Linked DNA regions of Mus musculus: regions 2, 3 and 4 are each linked to region 1. A link is a contact called in public Hi-C, Micro-C and promoter capture Hi-C data. All regions are on one chromosome and are shown on one strand. Each heading gives the region's core, a stretch centred on a gene start, on an enhancer-like site or on the middle of the called end of the contact. The rest is flanking DNA. Distances are from core to core; before and after follow the strand shown. Region 1 holds the start of Rpl22l1 (ribosomal protein L22 like 1). Region 2 holds the start of Cldn11 (claudin 11). Region 3 has its middle 3.2 kb from the start of Gm33641. Region 4 holds the start of Gpr160 (G protein-coupled receptor 160).

The links. Promoter capture Hi-C pulls out the DNA fragments that hold promoters and counts their contacts. Hi-C and Micro-C count contacts between places; a contact is called where the count stands out from the background.
Region 2: a Micro-C map of muscle stem cells shows a contact between it and region 1, with 12 times the contacts expected there. The contact joins the promoter of Cldn11 here to the promoter of Rpl22l1 in region 1. A contact is called at or near these places in 2 of 39 promoter capture datasets (liver and pre-B cells), 6 of 484 Hi-C or Micro-C datasets (the STO cell line, cumulus cells, female germline stem cells and 3 more), 1 of 115 datasets of contacts at active chromatin or transcription factors (astrocytes) and 1 of 9 other capture datasets (adipose tissue).
Region 3: a Hi-C map of uterus shows a contact between it and region 1, with 9 times the contacts expected there. The contact joins the enhancer-like site here to the promoter of Rpl22l1 in region 1. A contact is called at or near these places in 2 of 39 promoter capture datasets (both in liver), 1 of 484 Hi-C or Micro-C datasets (uterus) and 2 of 9 other capture datasets (adipose tissue and liver).
Region 4: a contact with region 1 is called in a promoter capture Hi-C map of liver, with 2.8 times the contacts expected there. The contact joins the promoter of Gpr160 here to the promoter of Rpl22l1 in region 1. A contact is called at or near these places in 1 of 39 promoter capture datasets (liver) and 2 of 9 other capture datasets (adipose tissue and liver).

Annotation. Positions count from the first base shown.
Region 1 is chr3:28,803,691-28,807,510 of GRCm38.p6, forward strand. It overlaps Rpl22l1 (ribosomal protein L22 like 1), which reads left to right and starts at 1,818. Exons shown (of 4, transcript NM_001347226.2): 1 at 1,818-1,853; 2 at 2,813-2,902; 3 at 3,047-3,168; 4 at 3,497-3,734. The coding sequence starts at 1,845. The coding sequence ends at 3,641. It overlaps Gm32950 (predicted gene, 32950), which reads right to left and starts at 1,661. Exons shown (of 3, transcript NR_166194.1): 1 at 1,572-1,661.
Region 2 is chr3:31,148,009-31,151,828 of GRCm38.p6, forward strand. It overlaps Cldn11 (claudin 11), which reads left to right and starts at 1,912. Exons shown (of 3, transcript NM_008770.3): 1 at 1,912-2,367. The coding sequence starts at 2,142.
Region 3 is chr3:31,054,358-31,058,177 of GRCm38.p6, forward strand. No RefSeq gene overlaps it. Among named protein-coding and RNA genes, the nearest start is that of Gm33641, 3.2 kb to the right of the region's middle. Within about 2 kb of position 2,199, at least 156 of the 459 cell types and tissues checked have an H3K27ac peak or open chromatin away from gene starts, as enhancers often do. A contact at or near this core is called in adipose tissue, liver and uterus, where this site is marked.
Region 4 is chr3:30,854,022-30,857,841 of GRCm38.p6, forward strand. It overlaps Gpr160 (G protein-coupled receptor 160), which reads left to right and starts at 1,929. Exons shown (of 4, transcript NM_001134385.2): 1 at 1,929-2,224. It overlaps Gm42199 (a long non-coding RNA gene), which reads right to left and starts at 1,788. Exons shown (of 3, transcript XR_880730.3): 1 at 1,598-1,788; 2 at 113-457.

The sequences.
Region 1 (3,820 bases), core at 568-3,067:
TTTTAATTTTTTTACACTCCATATTCCATTTCTTGCCCTCCATCCACCCTCCATCTGCTCCACATCCCACATCTCCTCCCCACCCGGCCCCGTCTCTACGTGGATGTCCCCACGCCCCCCCACCCCCACCCCCACCCCGACCTCTAAACTCCCTGGGGTCTCCAGCCTGTTGGGGGTTAGAGGCATCATCTCTGAATGAACACAGACTGGGAAGTCCTCTACTGTATGTGTGTTGGGGGCCTATATCAGCTGGTATATGCTGCCTGGTTGGTGGTCCAGTGTTTGAGAGATCTTGAGGGTCCAGATTGAGACTGCTGGGCCTCCTACTGTAGAACAGACCCTCTTCTCAGCTTCTTTCAGCCTTCCCTAATTCAACAGGGTTCAGCTGCTTCTGTCCATTGGTTGGGTTCAAATATCTGCATCTGACTCTTTCAGCTGCTTGTTGGGTCTTTTGGAGGGCAGTCATGATAGGATCCTTTTTGTGAACACTCTATACATAGCCTCCCTCAGTAATAGCCCTGGGGCCTCCCCTTGAGCTGGATCCCACTTTGGGTCTGTAGCTGGACCTTCTTTTCCTCAGGCTCCTCTCCATTTCCATCCAGGTAATTCTTTCAGACAGGAACAATTATGGGTCAGAGGTGTGACTGTGGGATGGCAACCCCATCCCTCACTTGTTGTCCTGTATTCCTGCTGGAGGTGGGCTCTAAAAGTTCCTCTCCCTACTGTAGGGTGTTTCATCTAAGGTTCCTCCCTTTGAGTCCTGGGAGTCTCTCATCTCCTTTAAATAATTGGCTTAAGTGGTTATTGTTATGACACAGAAAGTTGCCAAAGATAAGCAAAACAAAAATTTTAAATGTCAATTAATGGCCTATTTTCAAAATATCTAATGATCATTTTGATCTGCAGAACAGGAAGCCCTTTAGGAAGAAATGTCAACCCTGGCCCCTGCCTGAACATTTGGAACGAAAAGTTTTTGTGATTCTTAAGGCAAAAAGATTTTAAAATTTAATGAAATTGATTTCTTCTAAAACCTCAGCACCACTAGCACCATACCCTACACTGTATTAACGCCTATTACCGATCGCTTGGATAGAACACAACTCTTACATTCTAGGGCCTTTTCCAAATCAACAACTAAAGTCCATCCCATCTCCTGTCCCTAAATACTAGAGTTTCACACTAACAGAAACGTATACTACTGAACACCAACAGCCTCACCACTTTTCTGACCTGGCGTCAATTACAACCGCTCAAAATTCAAATGCTTTTTTACTTTCTGTCATCAAGGTACGTCCATCCTAGTGTACTTTGTAAACATTGATAGTTAGGTTTCAGCAGATTGTGAGTCAGTAAGTAGAAAGTACAATAAATTATGCCTATCCAATAAACCCAAAGTGTACTCAACTTGTTCTTCTCAGAAGGACATCCTCTACCTTAAAAGCTAGGCAAAGCATAGAACTTTTTCTCTGGAGGACTATAATCGCAACATAATAGAGACGATCATAAAGCAACATTGAGAGTCTGCCTTGCCCTGAATTATAACAGATAACTCCTGCATCCCTTGAACTTACTCCACTCTGGTTTGTAAGTTTGCAAAGTCCACAGCCAGAGCAGAGAATCAGTCGGCTCCGGCTTCCCACTCGAAGACGCAGGCGGAAACCAAACGCCAGGGCATCCCCGCCCCCCAACGCCACGCCTCCGTTTCCTAGGTGACTGCCAAGCACTCCGTGCATATCCGGTTCCGAGTTGCGTATTTCGCACGCTCTGCGTATGACGCAGCACGTTTTTATATAAAAGCGTGCGTGCGGCGCAAGCCCGTTCTCTTCCCACGGCTGCAGCTCAACATGGCGCCGGTGAGTGCGCGCGCGTGTGCGGGGCTCGGGTATTACAGGTAGCTATTGCGTCTAGCGAGCGGGAGCGCCGCAGGAGAGAAGGCGGTGGGAAGAGAGTCGGCCTGGCGGCTCGACTGGGACGATAGAATCCGGGTTGCGGAGCCGTCCGTGAGTGCCGTGCGGCCTGCGCGGCGGGAGCCGGGCCCGCGACTAGCTTAGTATCGGCGGGCGCGGTCGGTCTCTGGGCCTCTGGGTTTCTCCATGGCCTGTGGTCACCCTGTCAACGGAAGAGAGCCTAAGTGGCCAGGTCCGCGGTTGCAATGACGTTAGCAGTTTGAAGAGCGTGGTTTAAACATTTGGAAAGTCACTATAACCAAAATTGTTAAAAATAAGGTTGCTGAGTAAGGATTCAAAACTGAGTGACGTCTGATGGCCCCATCGGGACTGCCTGTTCACTGCACGGCAGTGAGCGAGTCCACCCCGTCATTCACTCAAATGCCAGTTCCGGGTTTGCGATAATTGGAGGGTGGTGAAGGTATTATTAATTGGTAGCCATTTAGGTGACTCTGTTTGGACCAATTACAATAAAGCATAAAGAGACCCATTACCCTAAAAATGGTGTTTTAAGTTCAGATAAAACTTGAAAAGCACCCAGGTGGGTGTTTTAATTTGAAATTGGAAATAACATCAGTTACAGTAGGAAGCAGTTCTTCATAATCAAGCAAGATTTCTCTACTAAAATAAGCTTACACTTGGAAGGTACTTAACTGGAAATGATGACGTTTCATGGGAATTGAAACATTGGTTTAAACCAAGCTAATGAGTAACCTTTACATAGAGCACAGGCTCCTTCAGGTGTTGGTCAAGTCTGTGTATAACCCATTATACCAGATGTATGCTGAGTTGGTAATTTTTTTCTTGGGAATTCAGTGTCTAAGCTGAATAAACTGCTTTAATGGCATCATAATTATGTCTAGCAGAAAGACAAGAAGCCTAAGAAGTCCACCTGGAGGTTTCATTTGGACCTTACTCATCCAGTAGAAGATGGAATTTTTGACTCTGGAAATTTTGTAAGTGTCTTACTGTGATTGCATAGTTGTTGGCATTTAAATGTAGTACTTGATATTAACCTAAGCTGTGCTCCTAGGGTACCTTCCCTAGTGACCATCTAGGGTTTCCTTCCCTAGTTTTGCATTCTTTCTGTTTGAAAATAGGAACAGTTTCTACGGGAGAAGGTTAAAGTCAATGGAAAAACTGGAAATCTTGGCAATGTTGTTCACATTGAACGCCTGAAGAATAAAATCACAGTTGTTTCTGAGAAACAGTTCTCCAAAAGGTCTGTTCTTCTGTTTTTACGTTGTGGTGGGATGTCTCGTAGGCATTAGTCTGCGAAAATGGCTGTTAGTCTGTTTAAAGGTGTTTGCATATGAGTCAGGATGACTCTTGCTGTCTATTTCATTTCATAAATGGGGAATATTAGTATATTTTGAGTCAACAGACAGCAGATTTCATGGTGTGTTGTACTAGGGGGTTGAGAGGCTGCTCTTGTCCTGGTTGCTTCTTAAAACCAAAGTCCTAGTGAGTAGGAGTTACAAATGTGGCAGTGCGTGTTTTCATGATAGGATTGATCACACATCTAATAAACTCATGGTTTTGTCTCAAAGGTATTTGAAATATCTTACCAAGAAATACCTTAAGAAGAATAATCTCCGTGATTGGCTACGTGTGGTCGCATCTGACAAGGAGACTTACGAACTTCGTTATTTCCAGATTAGTCAAGATGAAGATGGTTCAGAGTCTGAGGACTAATTGGCCTCTGCTTGTAATACAATGAAAGTATTCTAAAGAAATATAAAATTGGACTTTATGAGAAAATAAAAGTCATTTCACTCTATAAAAACATGTATGGTTCATCAGTGTGTTGGATGCCTAGAGAAAAATTTGGGTTGTGGAGTGATTCAGGCCTCTTCCTTAATGAACAGAAAGGC
Region 2 (3,820 bases), core at 662-3,161, 2.3 Mb after region 1:
TCTCAGGGGTCGGATACAAACATACTTATTCTTTTAAAAAGCAATGTGAAATGTTTTGATCCCGTAGGCAGTAGTAGTGGAGCCAGGCCTTGGACTATGCAGGCTGGTCTGGGTAGCTCAAATAGCGACTAACTTGTCAATCAACAGCACCAGGCCTGCGTCAAACACATTGCAGGAGTTATCCCCCATAGGCCACAGTAACAGTAATAAAGTGTTTGCCATTCTCACTCCAAGACCAACCCACCAGTCACATAGGCTGAGCCAGCCCAGTGCAAGGCCAACCCACCAGTCACATAGACTGAGAGACAGCCCACTCCAAGACCAACCCACCAGCCACATAGATATCCCACTAGTCTCCTTGATCAAGGGCAGTCTTGGCTTGAAGAGTTGGTGGCATGTATGACCCCATCCATCATGGGGATAACTGCAGCAAGCTCAACAGGATGATGAGCAAAATGTCCATTTGCTGAAATCTGCCACCATTTTAAATAGAATAAGAGGAGAGGGGGAAGAGGCCCAGGTGACTAGATCAAGCCATACAGTAAGATAAGCAATCCTTTTCTTGACTTAAAATTGCACAAGTCCGAAGCTGTAGCTCAATGGTAGAGCATTGTCTGGCTTGCTCAAGTCCGTGGGTTCATCCCCAGTGCCTCCCTCCGCCCAAGGGCACAGAATGAGCCTTATCTGAATGCGTGTAGAGAAGGGGGCTGCCTGGTAGCCTTTGCTGATAGCTTCTGCTTCCCACTCAATCTGGGCTATCGGTTTTCTCGGTGGAGAACAGAAGCTAACTTATTTACAGTGATCTGGGCAGAATGCCTGGCTTTTAATGTATCACAAATGGAACACCAAGCCCTTTAGGAACATTCAGAAAGTGATAACCAGGATGGATTCTCAGGAAAGGTCAGGGACAGGAATGAGCGGGGCCCACGGAGTCTCCTTCCTAGCTGTGTGAACTTCAGGAGCTTGTCCTTTGGGGGGCTGTTTCTTCTGTGTAGAATTGACAGTTGTCCCCACTGCAAAGTGTGGACAATTCAGTAAGCTGTGGTATAAGAACACATGCACTTATCAAGTATTAATAACAGTGAGTAATCGTCACCATTATTGTGACCAGAGTTAATTCTGCTGGCACCATCTTTATTGTGTTATTTGTTTCTTGCGAAGTGTGTATGTGTGTGTTTATGTGTGGCGGTGTGTGTGGGGTGTGTGTCTGTGTACACACGTGTGCACTAGGAGGATGTCCCGTGTCCTGCTCTATCCCCATCTACCTTATTTCCTCGAGCCACAGAATGGCACTGAACCTGGCTCTAGAATGGCAGCTAGCAAACTCAGAGGTCCTTCCGTATCAGTCTAACAGCACCGGGTTACGGACTTAGTAAGCACCATGGCAGGCTTTGTACTGGGTGCTGGGCATTGGGATTGAGGCTCTCTCGTGTGCCAGCGCAGTAAGGGCCCTCACTTACTAAGCTATCTAAGCCCTCTCCCCGGTCTTTTCTTATGGCAACATCGGAGTGCTGAATGTGTCCCCTCTGTTCCTTAGGGGCATAGGAAAATGTACTAGGTGCCCTTGGAAGTGTCCACAGCAGAGAAGAGGGAGCGGTCGGAGAGTTGGTAGAAGTTTAGGAGGGAGACATAGAGAGAGAGAGAGAGAGACTACTTCTCTAGGAGTGAGACTACGCTTAACAAACCCAACAGGAGCTGGACGCGCCCCCTTCACTCTGCGGGTCCCTATCGGGATGGGATTAATTTAATTCCCAGCGCTGACCGTGTGTCACCAGCCGTGGGGCAGCCTGCTGCCCCTCCTCAGCCCCTGCTCCCTTCTACACCCGCACCGAAGCCTGGCTTGCGATTGGCCGGCTCGTCTCGGGGGCTGTCGCGGATTGGCGCTTGCCAGCCCGGGCCCCGGAGTTTAAAGAGGGGGCGGGGACGCGCTGCCCAGCAGCGCTGCAGTCCCCTCCAGGCGCACCTGTCCCCGCTGCACGCTGTCGCAGCAGTGCTTGCAGCCGCTCTCTCCCCATCTCGAGTAGCCCGGAGCCAGCGGCTCGCGAGGGCCAAGAGGGCAAGCCTAGGGAAGGCTCTGTCCAGGACGACACAGGGGGCACAATCCGTGTGAGTCGAGCTGCGTGGACGTCGCTGCGGCCACCATGGTAGCCACTTGCCTTCAGGTGGTGGGTTTCGTCACGAGCTTCGTGGGTTGGATTGGCATCATCGTCACAACGTCCACCAATGACTGGGTGGTGACCTGCAGCTACACCATCCCCACCTGCCGAAAAATGGACGAACTGGGCTCCAAGGGCCTGTGGGCTGACTGCGTCATGGCCACTGGTCTCTACCACTGCAAACCCCTGGTGGACATCCTCATCCTTCCAGGTAAGGACTCCAAGTTTGCAAGCAGCTTCCAGAGGCAGGTTGGGCTAGAATTGGGGATTTTAGACAGGGCTCTCAGAAGTTTGGAGACTCAGAGACCTCTGGATGATACATTTTTGACATCTCCAATCCAACCCTGTAGGAGAATTAGTCCTAAAGAGCCACCTGTCAGCCTCAGTTTCTTTATCTGAACATGAGATGATAAAGGTAACACTGGTCAATCAATGGCTTTGAGAATTTCATGAATCAAATCATATACACATGGTGGGAAATCATATACACTATTGTTAATTCCCCATGATTTCATCATCCCAGGTACCCAAGCTAATCGACCAAAGAGACACTCCAGTCCTCCCCCCACCCCCACTGTGCCATCTCCAGTGGGCTTCCGATTAGAGCTGTCTATAGGCCCGAGGAGAAGAGAACAAAGGGCAATTTCAAATAGGTGTAGGCTGAGCTGAGCTTCTTAGACTGCATGGCACTCCGGAGTCACCCGGATGAGGTTCCGTTCACATTCGAGGAGTCTCTGGACTGCCCGGATTAGTGAGTCTCAGTTGGTTCTCTCAGTTCAGGGCCTGCTTATCTGACTTGTCACCATCTTTACCTACCGTTTGCCCCTGGGATTCCTGCAGTGACTGTGCTTCCCACCCTCTCTCTGCCAGGGTGACACCCTTCTCCAGTTCTGCTCAGCAGGCTGCTAGCTATTGGGAAGAACAAGTACCCTGCGGGGAGGAAACTCCACCAGGGAGACACACTCAATGCCTAGGGTCACAGAGTGGGGTGGGGTGGGGTGGTCGTGGTGGTGGTGGTGGTGGGGTCGGGAATGTCGGGCAGCCTTGGAAACCCAGGGTGAGGGAGTTTGGGAGGGAGCATCTTTGGGTGTCATGGGAAAGTTTTTGGAAACAGTTTTGAAACCTGTAGCCAGTTGGATGACTTGGGTGGTTGTGAGCACCACTTGTGGATTTCTGCTAGAAATCTGTCACCCCCTTTGGCTTCACTGTCACCTAGGTGAGGTGGCCTAACTCCCTCTGGCCTTGTCTGGGTCATGTATATATTTAAGGGCATAGCCAGGCCCTAAGGTCTCGAGAGGAGCTAAATTTGTGCCTTCTCCCGAGAGCGCATTGGGGTTTTCAGAGACTCTGTACCCCCTTTTAGAGCCTTAGGTGCCCTCTCTTTTACAGACAGGACATTTGGAACTCACCTCCCTCCTCACAGCTCACTCACTGCTGACTCAGCTTTATCCCAGGATGCAGAAGTAGGAAACGAAGCCAGGGCTTTGTTTATGTTAGGTGAGCTCTCTACAGTCTGAGCAATATCTCCCCTCCCACGTTATATTTTAAATTCTCTTTGCATTCTCTCCTGGTCCACACCTTGCCTCTACCACATAGTATACCACACGCTGCATGTCACACCTTCCACTTGGACATTCAGAAGAACAAACATTAGGGAACCCTGG
Region 3 (3,820 bases), core at 949-3,448, 2.3 Mb after region 1:
TTGAGACTGCTCAAATAATCAAGAATAGAATTAGCACATGACCCCACTCTTTCAATTCTGGGCATACGCCCAGAGAACACCACACCCTACCGTACGGTTTGCACCCCATGTTTACTGCTGCTTTAGTCGATGTAGCAAATGATTCCATCAACTTCTTTGTCCACCAACAGGTGATAATGAAAACTTGGAGTGAGTTTGATTCAGCTCTAAAGAAACATGCAATCGCAAAATGTTTAGGAGAGTGGGTAAACAATGAAGTCATAATCTCAGAAAAGAACTGCATCTTCTCCTTTAGGCAGAATCTAGCCATTGTGCCATGTATACATGTTAACAATGCATCTTTGGGCAGAGACTAGCATGTGGAAAGAGAACGAGAAGGGTTAAAATTTTCTTGCTTTTTTAGTTCTTTTTTTTTTTTTTTTTTTTTTTTTTGGTTTTTCGAGACAGGGTTTCTCTGTGTAGCCCTGGCTGTCCTGGAACTTACTCTGTAGACCACGCTGGCCTCGAACTCAGAAATCTGCCTGCCTCTGCCTCCCAAGTGCTGGGATTAAAGGCATGCGCCACCACCACCACCCGGCTGCTTTTCTAGTTCTTAATCTTGCCATGTTTTTTTTTTTTTTTCATTTTTTTGGCAAATACAAATATACTCGATAGTGAACAAAATCCAGCTTAAAGCACCACTGTTTCTGTTCCAAATGGCTGTTCTAAATATAGAAGTTCATTTGAGTGGCATGGTGTGGGTCTGGCTAATTTCAGCATATGGCGTGTTTTATCTGCAGAGTGTTCTCTAAAGTAGTTTAAAATAAAAAAGGAAGGCGCTGGGTTTTTAGTACTAGAATCTAAAACTTATCGCAAGCTGGGCACGGTGGCAAACACGAAATCCCAAGTGCTAACCTGGGAGACCAGAGGATCAGGAGTTCAAGAGTCTCCTTGGCTGTATTCAGAATTCCAGATCAACTTATGATAGAAGGCCTTGTCTTGGAGTTACTTAGGGGTGAGATGGTTCAGTAGTGCGGGCCCTTGTCAACAGTCCTCACAACGAAAGTGGAACCCCTGGGATCCACATGGTGGAAGTCGGGAAGCCACTCCTGGAAGTTGTCCTTTGACCACCACACAAGTGCCAAGCATCATTGTCTCCTCATGAATAAAAGTTTGAAATTTTTCGTAAGAACTTTGTGAGTAGTTCTCTGACTTTATATTAATACTTAAGAATAAAATATATATTGCAAAAACGTAACTTTGGAATTTTGGGTGTGCTTGTGGTACACAGGCCTCAGACAGTCTCAAGTGATCCTCGGGTCCATCTTTTTCTTTTGTTATTTTTGTTGTTAAGCTAGGGTTTCTCATTGGCCTAGAGCTTGCCCAAGTAGCCCCTGGAGAAAATGTAAGCAACCTTTTTTTTTTTTTTTCTTTTCTTATCACTAAGGTTTTCCCTAACACAGATGTTCCCGTGTACCGCAGGAGCTGTATTTGTGAATGGTCTGACTCAGTTTTACTGTATGGTTTGATTTTTGCTCATATTGTTGAAGATTGGGCCCATCGCTTCACACATACACGGCTGAGAAGCAACCCTTATGTTTTTGTGTCAACCTTGATGTTTTTCTAAACTTTCCTTATTTTAAGCTTAAAAGTTTAGTTCGTGCATTGATTGGGAGGTTTTAGAATATACTGGTTTTTTTTTTTTTTTAAATATTTATTATATGTAAGTACACTGTAGCTGTCTTCAGACACTCCAGAAGAGGGAGTCAGATCTTGTGATCCGATGGTTGTAAGCCACCATGTGGTTGCTGGGATTTGAACTCCTGACCTTCGGAAGAGCTGTCGGGTGCTCTTACCCACTGAGCCATCTCACCAGCCCCCGAAATATACTGTTTTTATTTGAGAATTCCATGCGTTTGTACAATGTATTTTGTTCATCCACCCTCCATATTCCATCTCAGCTCTAACTGGACCCCCTCCTCGCTGCAGCTAGATCCCTACTTGTCTTCCTCCCCTTCATAACTCATAGCCAATCAGAGCTGCCCCTGTGCACAGGGCTCTGGAGCCATCCACAGGACCACAGAGCAAACTACCAGCAGCTACGCTAAAAAATGACCCCCCTTCCCTCAGCAACCACCAGCTGCCGGTAGGTCCTTCCCTAGGAGTGGGACCTTGAGGCAACCCCCCCCCCCCGCGCGCACGCGCGCCCCAATTCATTTTGGAATTTGGTTTCATTTTTGTGCAAGTCTTACCGGCAGGCAGCCACAGCAACCGGGTGCATGAGTACAGTAGCCAGGTCAAGTTCGACAGAGCATTTTACTCCTTGGGATAGAGTATTGACATAGATGTCCAAGTTTTATGGCTGAATACACCTTTTTTTTTTTTTTTTAAGATTTATTTATTATATGTAAGTACACCGTAGCTGTCTTCAGACACTCCAGAAGAGGGCGTCAGATCTCGTTACGGATGGATGGTTGTGAGCCACCATGTCCGGAATTGAACTCATGACCTTCCGAAGAGCAGTCAGCGCTCTTAACCGCTGAGCCATCTCTCCAGCCCCCACCTATCGTTTATTCTTAGCACGGTGAAATTTGAGTTCACATTAACTGTTGCCCACTACAAACAAACAAACAAACAAGCAAGCAAGCTTTTCAGCCGAGGTGGAAAACAGATACATTTGATACATTTACGGTGAGAGTTGCTGGCACGGCGGCACGGAGCGGAATGTGGAAGATCCCTCCGGCTCTAGCAGGTTCCATGTTTTGCTGTGTAGGGAGGGAGGAGTGAAAACTGTTTTTTCTCAGCAGCAGCGGGGTTCTGGTGTGGGGGAGGGCGGGGAGGGGGAGGTGTAAATCGGCGCTCCACTGTGGCCCTGCAAGTCTGAGAGGAGGCAACATAAGTTCTACGGGAGTTGGAAAAGTGCAATTTTAAGGAATTTTTTGTTTGATACTATGAACAAATGTGTTGCAGAAAAGTTGATTTAGAATTTTTTTTTAAAGCATACGCATGCGTTTATGTAGGAGGTATTTCCTGGGTTAAAATGGTCTCTCCCTAGCAGTGTGGTTTGGGCTTGTAGGAGATCGGAAGTGGGACAGACAACTTTGGCCCTGGTTGGCTGAATGATGATGCTATGTCTCACCACTAGGGGTCAGTCTCTTGCCTAATGATGGTCAGAGTTACCCTGCAGAAGCGGTCTGAACTCACCCGCAAGTAGCCAGTGACCAAGAAGTTCAGGATTTTATCGGTGTTCATCTGTGTCTCGATTTTAATCGACTCAATATACTATACAAATTGATCTTCAGAATGAAATCTAAGTTATTTTGGAGTTTGACTTAAGTAGGATTCTTTCCCTCTGTAGGTACTGTAACTCTATGTTATCTTTATGGACTATGAGTGAGAACCTCCTTTGTGAGGAAATATATGTGAGGGTTTAAGTATGCCATGTTTCTCCTATGAAGAAGAATATTTCTAGTTGATAATGAAACTAAGGTGGGCAGAGGCAGCCACAGCAGGTACCTCTAATCTCAGTCTGGTTAAACGAGGTCCTGTCTCAAATCAATATAAATAAATAAATACAAATAAAATTAAAGTTGACTCGGTTATTAATGTGCACAGGAACTTAGTTATATCAAACGTTACAGGACATTAAAGTGGTGTCCTTTATTGATTTAACCTATAAATTCAGACACTCAGATTGTCATTCATAAACATGATTTAGCAGGGGCTATAGTGAGGCCCTAATTTGAATCCCTGGGACTGATAGAAAAATAACCAACTAAACAACCATATGAAAACAATATGGCTTAAGCTGACACTGATTAAAAGCACTCATCGCTCTTAC
Region 4 (3,820 bases), core at 679-3,178, 2.1 Mb after region 1:
GTGAGGAATTATTGAGACAGTATGTGTCTCTGGTAGACATCTGACAATTTAGAGGTAGGAGAATTGGGATGAAAACCTCTGATGTGGGTTTCCAGAAGCTCTGGATTCCTACCTCAGTTCATGTCTTTATTCCCGTGACAAAGAACCTCACAAAAGCAACTTCAGGCAGGAAGGGCTTCTTCAGGCTACAGTGGCTGCCAAGGCAGGTGACGGGAGAGGGGCCAGCTGCTGTCAGGTAACAGAGAGACAGAAGCTCAGCTCCATTTCTCCCTTTCATTTGATCCAAGACCCTGGTCTGCAAGGACGGTGCTGCCGACATTCAAGATGGGTTTCTCACCTACATGAACTTCTCAGGAAATGGCCTCCCAGATACATCCAGAAGTGTGTTTCCATGGTGACTCCAAACCAATCAAGTTGGAGGGCAGGTTAGCCATCATAGCACTTTTCTGAATGAATTCTGTCAAAAGGGAGACAGAAGAGGCCTTGGGCTCACCTTCAGTTCCATTATTACAGAAGAGGAGAAACTGAGACGCAATGGGTCTGCCAAAATCTCGCCAACAGCTCTCCAGACAGGAGCCTCCTGGAATCTGGTATGTAGTCGTCCCAACACCTCTAGATGGGAAAGGTCTCGGGACAGCTATTAATAATACATTTGGGGATGGAAGAAGAGAGTGGGCTCAGCCTCCTGGACCATTGAGAAAGGCACTGGGAGAGTGTAGGCTGGCTCCTAGGAGCTACCGCTCCAGCCCTCTTCTAGCAAGGCACCACTCCACCGAAGGATGGCACTGCCTGCTCTGTCAAGCCTAGCAGGCAAGGTTGTTGTACAGTTAGTTAGTTTAGAGAGATGTATGGCTGGCTCTGTTTGATGTTCACACTCCAGAGATGGTGGCTGCTGTTTTTTTTAGACCCATGAACTAACTGCATACCTACTATTGTTCCTTCCCTCCTTCTCCACAAAAGGGATTCCCCCAGCCATTTCTGGCAATCTTCCATCTCTGCCCCTGGGGAGCTCTGGGCTGAAGCACCTCACAACCTCACTGGATTTCATCATTTCTCCTTTCTTCCAGGATGTTTCCTCTGAGCTGGGAGATGGGCACACCCCAGTTCCCCTTACAGCCCATATTTAACAGCCAGGGTACCTTTACTGCCCTGTCAGGCCATTTCTGAGTTCCTGGCAAGGTCAGTTCAGCCCCAGCGGGAGGTGGAAAGGCCTAGACTACAATTCCACTCATGGATCCCCTTAGAGAGCAGTGGGAAACAAGCAAGCTTGCCATGTGCTAAATGTTTAAATAACTAACAGGCCATAGGCTCTCAACAAATATTTGCTGAGTTAATACAGGCCGGCAAAGAAAGAAATGCAATATATGTTATCGCAGACTTTAATTTTGAAAAATCAGAATTTATAGTGCACTAAGGTAACTGCTTAGTGGCTCAAGTCTTGTGGTCTTGGGAGCATATTCGTCTGCAGACTGAAAGGTAAACTTGAGAAACTAGCTACAGAGCAAGAGGTGGTGGGTGACACAACGGCAGTTAGGAGCATTTCAAACTGGGATTAGATCCTCAAAGCCTGACACACTAGGAAAGAGTTTCCCCTCACCCTGCAACTCCTGCAATCTTCTGCCTACTCAGTCGGTCAACTCGGTCGCCTCTTGTCGCCCAACCCGCAGGGGGCGTCCTACGCACTGTCAACTCGGAAGTGCCCGCATGCAAGCTGTTTTTTCCAGTATGAGCTAGATGGAAGACCACAGTGTGGAGTCACGCACCTTACCCTGAGCAGTCTGGGCCTGACTACTGAAAGAAAAGAAGAGCATCCGGATTACTCCCGCAGTAACCAAAGACAGGAGGCGGGGCGGGGCGAGCGGAGGTGAGCCTCGCGTGGCCCCGCCCCTCGAGGGGACTCACCTGGGGCGGGCGGGGCGTGGGTGGGCGGGGCGAGCGGAGGTGAGCGACGCGCGGACCTGCCGCTCAGGCAGTTACGGAGGTTGGTGGCTTTTGGCTACTCACGCTACGCCAGGGACTGAGGAGTGCCAGCTGAGGTGAGCGCACGACTCGTGGAGGCCACTGGCCGGTCGCGTCGCGACGAGGCTTCCCTTCCTAGGACTCGGGGTGACGCTGCGGTGCGGAGCGGGAAGCCACCGCCGACGTCTGTGGCGGACGAGGGCAGTGTCCCACGGGCGCCCGGTTCCCCCGGGGCGGCTCCCAGCCTTCTGCAGCAGGCAGAGAGGTGAGGTGGGTGTGTGGCGTTCCTCGCGGACTTCCCGGCACTTGCGGGCACTTGCAGGGCGGTTGAACCCTGCCCGGGCGCACCGGGTCACTGCTGCTCTGCAAGGGCGGTTGGTACTGGAGCGGGGCGGCTGGCTCGGGGACCCGCCCTGGGGAGCGAGGCTTAAGCAACTTCTCTCCTTCTGCGGTGGTGGCCAAACGGTGGCAACCCTCCACCATGTCCCTGTTCCCCTTCGTCTCCAACTTGTGCAAATGATCTGATTAGGGCGTTGTTCCTTAGATCCCAGAGGTAGATCATGCCCACAGTGACAGAGGACACGCGAAAAGTGGTGCTTTATATTTATGAATGTATGCTAGCACATATTGGCATGACCTATACCTAGCATTTCCTTGTGAGTCAAGTTTTTAAGTTAACAGGTTACCTCCTATGAGAATGCCAAGTAAAATGAGAGCCCTAACAGCAAAACTTGTGGAACTTGACTGTGCCCTGGTTTTGGAATGTTCTGGATTTTGAGGAAATATTTTTAGTTTTTGAAAGGGTATCATAATTACATTTTACCATTTTAAAACATTTCTCTCTGTGTGTCTGTCTGTGTTCTGTCTTCCTGTGTGCACACACGTAAAAGAGGACAGCTTTCAGGAATAGTCTCCTCGTGTGTCAGTAGTTGCATCTCAGGTATTCTGACTTCTGGCAAGAGTCCTTAGCCCCTGTGCCATTTTGGCTGGCTCCATAATTAGATTACTTAAAAAACTGATCTTTTAGAATAACTGACTGAAGTTAAAATGTAAACTGAGGATTTGTTTCATTTTGGGGGTCTGGAGCACACTGGGCTATGAGAGATTGACAGTCAAAGAGGGATTTTAGGAATGCAAGTCCTTTCTCTGTCTAGTTTTGCAATTGTTTGATATTTCCCTTTAAAAGTTGCAACACTACCTTTTTTTTCCCCCAGAAGGTTAGTCACCACAGGTGATTCTAGTTTCAGATTCTATATCATATATAATTATGTTTCATAAATTGGATGTGAATACTGCCTCATCAGACTGATCAGAAAGGTCACAGTTTCTGCCCCGCCTCCCTCTAACACACACAAGAAGGCACACGGCACACGTGTATGTTAAATAGATTGAGTGGATGCTGGCTCAGCTTTTTTCACACACACACACACACACACACACACACACACACACACAGAGAGAGAGAGAGAGAGAGAGAGAGAGAGAGAGAGAGAGAGAGAGAGAGAGAGAGAGAGAGAACAAACAAACAGGGTTAGGTTGCCTCCAGTCAGGCAGTTTTGTATCAAATGTGTTAGCACTTTTTCCAATGGCTCAAATCCCTTCTAAGTTATACTCAGCAGAAAAACAGGCCCAGGCTTCCGGTGTGGCTCAGCAGTAGAGCATTTGCCTGACATGCTCCAGGGCCTGGGTTGGGTCTCCAGGACCCCTCAGCTCCCCAAAAGAGACCAGAGTGAACATTCATATGGTCTGCTTGTATTGTCATATGTGCCTCTGTAATATTCTGTATGTCAAAAGTTTATTCAATGATGACGACAGCCTAAAATGAACGGGGATGTACTTAATCCTTGAAAAAAGATCTGTA